Linked DNA regions of Mus musculus: regions 1 and 2 are each linked to region 3. Evidence: chromatin contacts called from public ChIA-PET data. All regions are on one chromosome and are shown on one strand. Each heading gives the region's core, a stretch centred on a gene start, on an enhancer-like site or on the middle of the called end of the contact. The rest is flanking DNA. Distances are from core to core; before and after follow the strand shown.

Evidence for each region. ChIA-PET counts read pairs in DNA pulled down with a chosen protein or histone mark.
Region 1: a contact with region 3 is called in an RNA polymerase II ChIA-PET map of memory CD8 T cells, with 8 read pairs. The contact joins the promoter of Melk here to the enhancer-like site in region 3. A contact is called at or near these places in 11 of 484 Hi-C or Micro-C datasets (B cells, the P5424 cell line, embryonic stem cells and 1 more), 1 of 115 datasets of contacts at active chromatin or transcription factors (memory CD8 T cells) and 1 of 9 other capture datasets (liver).
Region 2: an RNA polymerase II ChIA-PET map of memory CD8 T cells shows a contact between it and region 3, with 6 read pairs. The contact joins two enhancer-like sites. A contact is called at or near these places in 1 of 484 Hi-C or Micro-C datasets (pro-B cells) and 1 of 115 datasets of contacts at active chromatin or transcription factors (memory CD8 T cells).

What each region holds. Positions count from the first base shown.
Region 1 is chr4:44,298,736-44,302,496 of GRCm38.p6, reverse strand. Melk (maternal embryonic leucine zipper kinase) reads right to left here and starts at 1,580. Exons shown (of 18, transcript NM_010790.2): 1 at 1,425-1,580.
Region 2 is chr4:44,269,268-44,272,797 of GRCm38.p6, reverse strand. No RefSeq gene overlaps it. Among named protein-coding and RNA genes, the nearest start is that of Melk, 30 kb to the left of the region's middle. Within about 2 kb of position 1,492, at least 41 of the 459 cell types and tissues checked have an H3K27ac peak or open chromatin away from gene starts, as enhancers often do. A contact at or near this core is called in memory CD8 T cells, where this site is marked.
Region 3 is chr4:43,935,043-43,938,901 of GRCm38.p6, reverse strand. Reck (reversion-inducing-cysteine-rich protein with kazal motifs) reads right to left here. Exons shown (of 21, transcript NM_016678.2): 17 at 1,400-1,592; 18 at 1-13. Among named protein-coding and RNA genes, the nearest start is that of Glipr2, 21 kb to the left of the region's middle. Within about 2 kb of position 1,666, at least 94 of the 459 cell types and tissues checked have an H3K27ac peak or open chromatin away from gene starts, as enhancers often do. A contact at or near this core is called in B cells, the P5424 cell line and memory CD8 T cells, where this site is marked.

The sequences.
Region 1 (3,761 bases), core at 331-2,830, 360 kb before region 3:
CTGTACACATCCCGTTTACCTTCTAGAAATTGGAATACAGAAAGCAAAAATATGATATCTCAGAACTCCTCTAGTTGGTGAAGAAATGGGGTATATGCAATAGAGACACTTTTCTGAAAAAAATAAGAAATTAGCTAGATATTGGGAAATTTGTGATTCTATTAGATAACTGTGGTACATGCCTTTATACCAGCACTCAGGAACAGAGGCAGGTAGGTGCATCTCTGTGAGTTAGAGGCCAGCTTGGACTATACAGTGAGTCCTCATAAAAGGCAAACTGAGGGTATTTTGCTACCAGTATGGTGTTATTTGAGCCATGCTATCACTTACTACAAAACACATTAACTTGCCTCTCGTGCTCATTGACACTGATCTGGTCATTTCAGATGAGAGTGCAGAATGGCTTACAACCTGGCCTTAGAATACAGTTGAGTGGCGGCACCCTTCTGCTCCTTTGCGGAGATTTCTGAGAGCAGCAATAGAGGCATTCATTCCCAAAAGCATTTAGGGACTAACCTGTCCATCTAGTTGGTTCATAATAGATAAAAGGGACAGAGCCACTGTTTCCACGAAGGTGTTTAAGAAGAAACAGAAGCCAAAACATGAACAAAAGTTGGGACTAAATTCTCTAGCCAACGTTTCAGACCCCTCTGAAACCCTCTCTTCCTCCTCCTCCATTAACCACAGAAATCTACCTAAGGTGAGACTAGAACACTCACTACCTCACCTTAGTGTGAGCTCCTGCCTTGGGATGAGAAGCAGGGAACTGCTCCCCTCCACACCCTTCTTGGCAGGAGCCACCTGGCTCCTCCATTTACTGCTATAGCCTCTGGGCGTCCTTACAATACGAGTCTCGGGCCACTTGCTTTAGAGGTGCAAGGTGAGGAAGGATTTGGGCTCTACAAAGGGGTTACACACATTTCTCTTTTAACTGGAATACCCCAGAAAACTGAGTTGAAAAGTGTAAGTGCCTCAAAGCCCATCTCTGAATCGCTTTTGCAGACAGTCAAAAGCACTGAAACAGAACTGGAAATTCCCATTATGGGAGCCTCCGGGGCGTCAAATGCTCTGTCAAACTTTATCAATTACCCGCTGAGCGGGGAATGGGGAGTGGGGAGCGCTCACGCCTGTATCTCCTGCGCTCAGGAAGGTAAGGCAGGAGGATCCAGAATTCAAGGACCACTTTGGCTACAAAGTGAGTTCGAGACCAGTGAGTTCAAGACGCAAGATACATCTCAGAACCCGAGACAAAAAAAAAAAAAAAAAAAAAAAAAAACTACCATCCACCATCTGTGAAAGCCAGGGTCGAAAAACCTAGACGTTCTCACAGAGAACAGTGCTGATGGGTGGAACCCCAGGGAAACTCCGTCTCCCGGCCACGCCCCACGAGGCCCAGAGTGCGGCCCGAGGACGGAAGAACTGACCTGAAGGGCAGCGGGCCCAGCAAGGACCGAACAGGACCGAACAGGACAGAAGGTGAAGCAGCCGGCTGCAGAGTCTAGCAAAGCCGGAACAAGTCGGTGGGAATTTCTGCAGGATTCAAGTTCCAGCAGCTTCCGCCCGCCAAAGGAATCAAACCTCGCGGGCCGGAAGAGGCGGGGCCCAAGGGAGCCCAGTCCCAGGGAGGTGGGGCGGGGCCGGGAGAAAACTGGGCGGAGCGATGGTGGGGCGGGGCGAGATAGGCTCAAACTTTTGATGGGATACTAAATGTGTAGGATGTCAAATGCTCAGGATCGGTGATGGTGAAGACTTTAAGATACTGACTTAAGCCTCAGTACATGGGAACGCCAGGGCCAAGAAGTGCGAGTGGGAGGGTAGGGGAGTTGTGGGGGGGGGAGGGTATGGGGACTTTTGGGATAGCATTGGAAATGTAAATGAAGAAAATACCTAATTTAAAAAAAAAAAAAAGATACTGACTGAAGACTTAAGGCCTTGCCTCCTTCTTTCTTTTTTTTTAAGAATATTTTTATTTTTTTAAAAATACCATTATTCTTCGACACTTTCATACACGTATACAATGTATGTTGATCATATCCACTTTATTCTCCCTTCTTGCTCCCCACACCACCCAAAACCCTCTCTCATCTTCACTTCCTTTTTTTTTTTTAATAGTTTGCCTTTACTAACTGCAGTGTGCATATCTCATAGGGACAAGGAAATTTTTTCCAGAAGACATTGACTTGCTAAGTTTTCATATTTTAATCCCAGCACTTTGGAGGCAGAGGCAGGCAGATTTCTGAGTTCGAGGCCAGCCTAGTCTACAGAGTGAGTTCCAGGACAGCCAGGACTACACAGAGAAACCCTGTCTCGAAAAACAAAAACAAAACAAAAAAAAAAAGTTTTCATATAATTAAGTTTTTTATGTTCTTAATTTTTCATTACATTCATTTATTCGAGTGCGTGCTTGTGGGAAGGGGGGCACGTGTCACTTCACACCTGTGGCAGTTAGAGGACAACTTTCAAGAGTTGGTTCTCTCTTGCCACCTAATGGGTCTAACTAATCAAGTCAAGCTGTCAACTTGGTACCAATTGCCATTACCCATTGACCCCTCTTTCCCCTGATCTTTTTCCCCCTTCTGGTTCATGGGAGGGCTCTCCCTGGCCTTGGCTATTCTAAGCAAGAGCTCTAACATTGTGCCACTTTTCCCTGTGCATCTCATAATTCTTACTAAAATCTGTTGCTATAAGTTATAAAACCTTAGGAACTAAATTAACTACCCATCAAGATGCTAGCAATGTGGCTCATGGGTAAAGATACTTGCCACCAGCCCTGAAAACCTAAATTCAATCCCCAGAAATCTGACTTCCTCATTTACCCCTCCCTGCAAACAAATACAGAAATGATTTTTGGAAAAAAAGAAAAAGAAAAAAGAAAGAAAGAAAAATTCAATGCGCCATAAACACCCAGTATGCCAATAGAAGTATTTTTCATCATAGCATCCCTATTATACCTAGTCATGAGCTTGGTCATTATAAAACTTACATAGGTTGCATGAGTTAAATTGTAGTGACAGCCCAAACCAGAAAAATATTAGAGCCGGGCGTGGTGGCACACACCTTTAATCCCATCGCTCAGGAGGCAGAGGCAGGCTGATTTCTGAGTTCGAGGCCGGCCTGGTCTACAAAGTGAGTTCCAGGACAGCCAGGGCTACACAGAGAAACCCTGTCTCGAAAAAAAACAAACAAACAAAAAGAAACCCTGTCTCAAAAAATATATATATTAGGAGTTACAACCATGGGGAAGAAAAAAATAAAGATGCATATGTATTTGCATCTTTATAATTATTTGACACTCAGCAGTTAATTCACATCTTCATGGACTGTCTGGTTTTGAAAGTAGCTACCAAAGAGACAGAGGGTACCAATGTACAGAGCTTTTTAGTGAGCCCTCCCCACAGATAATCATAAAGCAGAATACAACATGGGGCGTGCCCTAGTGCAATTTTGTTGAACCTGTATCAATGGACACATTTAGAGTCCCAATCTCTTTCATGAAGCCTGTCCAAGGGCAGGCTTTTAGAAACCTATTTCATAGATGAGCTTGTGTTTGCTAATGGTTCCATCACCATTTATTGATGACATACTGCCCCTTCTCACACACTTCTACAAAGGAACTATTTCACTGGCTCCCAGTTTTGATTAGTATTGTTGTCAACTTGACACAAACTAGAGGTATCTGGGAAGAGGGAACTTCAACTGAGAAAATGCCTCCTGAGCTGGAGAGATGGCTCAGTGGTTAAGAGCACTATCTGCTCTTCCAG
Region 2 (3,530 bases), core at 243-2,742, 330 kb before region 3:
GCAGTTTCATCCACTGGGGACCAAGTATTCAAATACATGAGCCTGTGGAGGCCGTTCTCATTCAAACCACCACACACTCTAAAGGTTGACCTCTGGCCCTCACACAAATGCACATGCTTGTACACACAAACACCACACACACACACACACACACACACACACACACACATACACACACAAACACACACACACAAACACACACACACACACACACGCACATGCACACGCACACGCACGCGTGCCACAAAAAACCCTGGGGAAACAGAGACAGAAAGACCAGGAATAAGGAGCAAAGCAAGACTCTTATTTCAGAAAACTAGAAGAAAGAAGGGCTGGAGAGCTAGCATGGTGGCTCACAATGACCCATAGTGAGATCCGACAACCTCTTCTGGTGCGTCTGAAGACAGCTACAGTGTACTTATTACAGTACAGTGAATAAATCTTTGAGCCAGAGTGAGCAGGGACTGAGCAAGCAGAGTTGACCAGAGCAAGCAGGGTTGACGCGAGCAAGCAGAAGTCCTAAAATTCAATTCCCAACAACCACATGAAGGCTCACAGTATGTATATGTGTACTCATATACATAAAATAAATATTTAAAAAAGAAAGAAAGAAAAAACTAGGTTCTGGATATGATACTATCATAAAGAAAAGTTCTGAACTCTGAGCACATGGCTCAATTGATAGAGTGCTTGCCTAGTATGTGTGAGGTCCCGGGTTTGATGCCCAATACCACATAAAACAGATGTGTTGTTCATGCTTGTAATCTCAGCATTTGGGAGGCAGAGACAGGCAAATCAGTTCAGTTATTCTTAAGGCCACATTCTTAAGGCTACAAGAGACCCAATCTCCAAGTAAAACAAAACTCCCTAGTCCCAAATTCTTTCTCTCTCTCCTCTCTCTCCTCTCTCTCTCTCTCTCTCTCTCTCTGAGATAGGGTCTCACTGTTATGTAGCCCTGTGCCCTGTCTGTCCTGGAATTTGCTCTGTAGACCAGGCTAGCTGTGAACTCACAGAGATCTGCCTGCCTTGGTCTCCCAAGTATGTGCACCTGGCTCTTTTATTTCATAATATAAAATTATATTCTTCTCCTGCCTTCATCCGCAGATAGGAAAACAAGCACCTCAGACTGTAGTGCAAGCCTGCTCTGGGCGGTACTAATAGGAGGGGTGCCCTAGGGAAAGGCCCCACCTAGCTAAGCTCTGGACTAGTAGAATGGAGCCTAAGGGCTCTTCTACTTGAGAAAGCTATACCATACCAAAGTTTCTGCTCATGGTCAAAGGGGCGAGGTGCGATCCCAAGCCCACAGTTGAATTTGGCTGTGTCCTCTATGCATTAGTCACTTAGGGGCATGAAAGATGCAAGAGCAAGGGCTTGTGGGTTCTTCCTCTGTGGTTTCAGAGAGTTACTGAGGCCAACCAATGTGTACCAGTGCTAGGGTTGCTGTAAGCAGAAGGCCCTGAGCGAGCAGCCATTGTGTAAAGCTGTGAAAAGAAAGTCTGTACTGCAGGATGTGGGAGAAATCAGAACCCTAAGTCGTCTGCTACAGAGAGCTGTACACAGGAAGTGGAGGTGGCCCGAGGCAGAGATGTAGGCTGAAGGCAGCAGTGCTGGAGGGGCTGAGCTAAATTCACTGACATCAGACCTGGAGTTTGTCCTGATGAGTTTTGCTTTGGGCCAGTATTTCCCCCACTATACCCCAACACGTCCCTCTTGGAATGCTAATATATATTTCGTACCATTGAATGTTGGAAGTATGGAATTTATTGTTTTTGTTTTGTTTTGTTTTACAGGAAGTGACAGTCAAGAGATTACCTTATATCTCAGAAGAAACTTTGGACTTTTGAATCATGTTGAGTCTGTTAAAGACTGTGGAGATTTTAGAAGTTGAACTCGATGCATTTTTTTTTAATTGTGATTTGGTTATGACTAAGGAGGCCCAGGAGTGATGCAGAGGTTTGACTGAGAATGTCCCCTCATAGGCTCAGACATTTGAGTCCTTGGTCCCCGGGTGGTGCCTGGGGAGGTGTCAGTGTGTGTGTGTGTGTGTGTGTGTGTGTGTGTGTGTGTGTAGCCTTACTGGAAGAAATAGAGCATGGGGTGGGCTTTGAGGGTTCACAGCCTTCCCCCACTTCTACCTCACACACTCTCTCTGCTTTGTGCTTGGGGTTGAAGATGTGCTTCTTTCTGTTTCCCGTATCAGCCATCAGCGCCCATGCCTCCAGGGCTGTTAGGACTCATCCTCTGAATAAACTCTTCCCTCTATAAGGGGGGTCAGCCATGGTGTTTAGTCACAACAGCAGAGAAGTAACTAACACAGATGTCTGTATAACCTGGACTACACACTGAGGCGTTCTTGTAAATTGCTAATAATGAATTTAAGACAATACAATAAGGGATGGAGTGGGAGTTAGCTCAGTGAGTAGAGTGCTCTTTGGGCGTGCATGAAGATCAGAGTTTGGATCTCCTAGTTTAAAAATTGGGTGTGGTGGCACACACCTGTAATCTCAGCACTGGGAGGCAGAGACAGGAGGATTCCAAGGATTGTCAACTGGTGAAGATCAGATTCCATAAATGACCCTGCTTCAAAAAGGGGAAAGGGGAGGAAGACACCTGACTTCAACCTCTGGTTTCACCATGCACACACATGGTCAAGCACCTCCCGCCACACCTACACACAGATAAATAGCTAAATAGAAATGAACCATCTTGGCGATTTTCCAGGATACGAAGCATTGTTAACTTCAGGCCCCTATTATACAACACTTGTTAAGACTTGCATCCTTAGTCCCAGGGGGGACATTTGGACCACAGAATACATTTCAAATGTGGCCTCCAAATCATCTGTCAAATATATAAAAACAGGGAGTCTCGTCCCCCATTGTTATCCCTTTTCCAGGCTAACTGTCCCCTGGATTTCACTCTTCCCTCAAAGGTCATGGTTCCAAGTCCTAGATTTAGGCTCAGGCTTGTGTACCCCAGAGCTACCACGCATGCCCAACTCCAGAGCTACCACGCATGCCCCGCGGGTTGGTTCTGTGGGAGGAACTGGGAATAAAATGATTATAACACAGCGCTGAACTCCAGAGGGTTGTGAGCCGCTGGCAATGACACACCGAGAAGCTCATAACCTGTCACTCCAGTCCCGCAAGACGGTCATGGACATCACAGAAGTCCAACAAGGAGATGGTCAGCTCCATCCGGGAGCTTGGTGGGGACATGGGACTTGCCTCCCGGCGGCCACGCGGAAGTCCCTCTGTCACTGACTTCATTCAGGGATTTTACCTCCTTCTGCTTTCTTTTCTTGGCATTTCTCTGACACATCCTGTTAGAGTGTTATGTTTCAGGGAGAAAAATTTAAATATATTCATCTGCCACCTTAGACATGTTTTCATAAGAAGAGAAGCTAGCAGCTTGTAGCAAGAATGACTGTTTCGGCACACGAAGCCTGAAATCATTTCAGTAATCTCCTTCTTCCTATAGCCCCTCCCACCTGGCTTTCTCTTTTGTTCTCTCTCTCCCTCTCCCTCTTC
Region 3 (3,859 bases), core at 417-2,916:
CTCTGCAGAAAGGCTGAGAAAAGACAAATAAATGCTAGCCTGGAAACTTCCATGGTACATCTTTCTAATTGTGAGCACAGAGCTGATCTCCCTATTTTCAGGAAGTTAAAAGACACAGGTTTAAGTTTTGGGGACCCTCTAAAGTCCTGGGGTGGACTAAGTAATAGGTTGTCACAAGATCAACTCTGGAATATTGTCGGCTTATTCCACTGAGACTAATACAAGATAAAAATATCCCTTCACCCACACTTCTCTTAGTAATCATGAAAGTCTAAATGAAAAGATCGCTCTTCATGAAAAGGTGGGACCTTATCATTTCATGCTGGATATGGGAAAAGAGGAGGAGGGAGGGACCAAGAGATGAGCAGGGGAGGCAGAGTCTAGTATAATTATTGGGTAGTTAGGGATATACCTGAGAAACACCCTAGCAAGGATGAAGAGAAGTGTGTGTGTGTGTGTGTGTGTGTGTGTGTGTGTGTGTGTGTGTGTGTGTGTAGCAGGTGCTGTCCATGTGAGTGGGGCACCAACTCCAAGAGAAAACTGTAGCCAGACAAGCTGAAGGGATTTTCCCCACCATGGAAGCATGGAACATGTCAGGTTTTTGTGGTTTGCAGGTGTCGCTGGGGCCTAAGATGGGAATCTCCCAGGACAGGGTCAGCACAGGATCAGGTCAGTGGGAAGCTCCAAGGAGCCTATCCCATAAGGTTATTTAATGTGGAAGCAGATCTTACAAGCCTAAAAGACTGAGTTAGGCTGATGTAAAACAAAGCTTAGAGATTTTCATGTCACTTCAGCCCAGTGGGAGAAGGTGGGAAGCAGGAAGTGGGGGTGGGGGGAGATTGCTTTTCTTCCTGATTCCTCTCTCCTCTTTCTTTCTTTCTTTCTTTCTTTCTTTCTTTCTTTCTTTCTTTCTTTCTTTCTTTCTTTCTCCCCTCCCCTCCCCTCCCCTCCCCTCCCCTCCCCTCCCCTCCCCTCCCCTTCCCTTCCCTTCCCTTCCCTTCCCTTCTTTTCTCTTCTTTTTTGAGACAGGGTTTCTCTGTGTAGCCTGTCCTGATACACCAGCCTGGCTTCAAACTCATAGATATCCTCCTGCCTCAACCTCCCAAGTGCTGGGATCAAAGGCATGTGCCACCACTGCCTGACCTGATTTGTTTCTATGGCAGCCCATAGAACTGTGAAAAGATGGCTAGCGGTGACCATCCCCGGTGTGAAACCTTAAGTCTTTTCCTAGGAATAGGTTCTGCCAGCTTCTACACTCCTCCTCAGAGGCACACACTAACTCCCCGGGCAGCGTTAGCGTTAGCCACACCACTCCTTTCTCAGCAGGGCTGCATTCTGCTTGTCTAAAAAGGTCACAAACTAACTTGATACCCTTGGGTTTGGTAGCCAAACAACATACCTGGCAAGGGCCTCTGTAAGACAGGCTTTTCCCTCTTTGGTACAGAGTGCAGAGGTTGCTGTGCTCCATGTGATCTGTGTCACACACAGGATCTCGGGCCTGGTCACAGGTGAGCTGTCTGGGCACACACTCATATTGGCTACATCCAAATTTATCAAAAGTCGTCAGGCAGACTTGTGGTTTTGGCACACATCTGAAAATGATGAAAACAGTAGGTGACGAGGGGCAGGGAGGAACTTCAGTGGGGGCAGCAAAGCCCTGGGTGTGGTACAGGAAGCTGAGGAAAGAGCCGGGCTAGTGCAGAGGAGGACAGTCAGACTAGAGAATGGCAGACACGCTGCTCAGAGAGAATTAGCTGTTGAGTGATGAGCCCTGGGCACACGTGGAAGAGGGCGTTCTAACTGGAACTTGGTGGGCAAGGAGAACAGAAGCAGGCTAGACTGAGGGAGGAGCCACAAACTCGAGGGGATATTCCAGGATGTGGGGGCGGGGAGGGGTGCGCTGAGGGTAGGGGTGGTAAACAGAAGTAAAAGCCAAAGACTCAGACATGGAGTGGGAACACCTGACCTGAGACCAAGAGTGGGCGGGGTCCAGCACTGGAGAGAGCACAGTCAAGAACCACAGACCATTTTGAGATGCTTTATTTTTTAAGGCAAGCTCTCACATGGCCCTAGCTGGCCTGGAACTTACTATACAGACTAGGCTGCCCTTGAACTCACAATGATCTGCCTACTTACTGGATGTGGTACTCTATCTCACCTAGCTAAGTACTTAATTTTTAGCTTGATTAACATGAGTCTATCTTAAGAAAGGCTCTACTAGCCAGGCGTGGTGGCGCATGCCTTTAATCCCAGCACTTGGGAGGCAGAGGCAGGCAGATTTCTGAGTTTGAGGCCAGCCTGGTCTACAGAGTGAGTTCCAGGACAGCCAGGTCTACACAGAGAAACCCTGTCTCAAAACAAAACAAAACAAAACAAAAAAACAAAAAAGGAAGGCTCTACTTTTTATACTAAAAACTCAGCTTCCTGTGCCTACTGGGTGGGGGATGAGCTGAGGGGAGGCCACAGAAGCAAGTCCTTCTAGTGACCTAACAAGGAAGGTGTTAGAACCAGGGGTACTGGAGAAAGTTGGTAATGCAGAGAGGAAGCAAGCAATCAAGCTGAGTAAATAGAAATAAGAGGCTGGGCTGGCGCGATGCTCAGGGGACAGAAGCACGTGCTGCACAGCCTGATGTCCTGAGTGTGACCCCAGAACCTATATACAAGCCAATGTGGACGCACACACTCCTAATCCAGGTTTTCTGCAGTGAGAGGGGAGGCAGAGACAGTGGGCTTTCCCAGAGCACCCGAAGGACATGACACACTGCAGAAGCACTGAGACAGACTTCACCTCAAACAAGGTAGGATGCAAAGCCAACTCCTGAAAGCCATCCTGTGGCACGCATGCCTACACTCACAGCATATATACTCATATCATACTCATACACTGAATACACACACACACATATAACATACATACACATACACACACATACCATACATACACATCACACACACACACAGAGACATACATTTTTAAGAAAAGGAAGAAGATCGCAGGAAAAGGCTGAGAGTCTGGAGGACAAACTTAAGAAAACGATCAACGCAGTGATGGTCTGTTTTGTCTCGTCATGTCCTAATGTTTAGAAAAATGTCTGGTTTATCAGTAGGTATTTGAGGGAATATAACCCTTTCTTAAGAAAACAAAGACAGAAACAAACCAACCCCCCATGCTACTGCTTTTATTTATTTATTTATTTTTAAAGATTGATTTATTTTATGTATATGAGTACACTATTGCTGTCTTCAGACACACCAGAAGGGGGCATCAGATCCTATTACAGATGGTTGTGAGCCACCATGTGGTTTCTGGGAATTGAACTCAGGATCTCTGGAAGAGCAGTCAGTGCTCTTAACTACTGAGCCATCTCTCCAGCCCTGACTACTGCTTTGAAAGATGACACAAATCCATGGGTAAAATGAAAAGGTGAAATGGTGTATTGTGCAAAGTCAGCCCCTCCTCCCACAGCGCATGTCCCAGTCCCCCAGCCCCCTTTCTTAGCTATTCATTCCAATTCTTGCAGAGATATTGTGTGCAGGTAAGAATCTTGACTTACACTGATCCAAACGGGTTGTGCTTTTTACCACCAAGCTACATTGCCTAGGTTCACGCACTGAAACCTGGCTTAGGGGCTGGAGAGCTGGCTCAGTGGTTGATACACATCTCTCCTTCAGAGGAGTCAGGTTTGATTCTCAGCACCCACACAGCAGCTCACAACTGCCTGTAACTCCAATTCTAGGGATCTAGTGGTCTCCTCTGGCATCTGAGGGCACCACATGCACATGTAAACAGACATTCACACAGACAAAATACTCATCCACATAAACTTTTACAATAACAAAACAGGCTCAGGGCTAATTG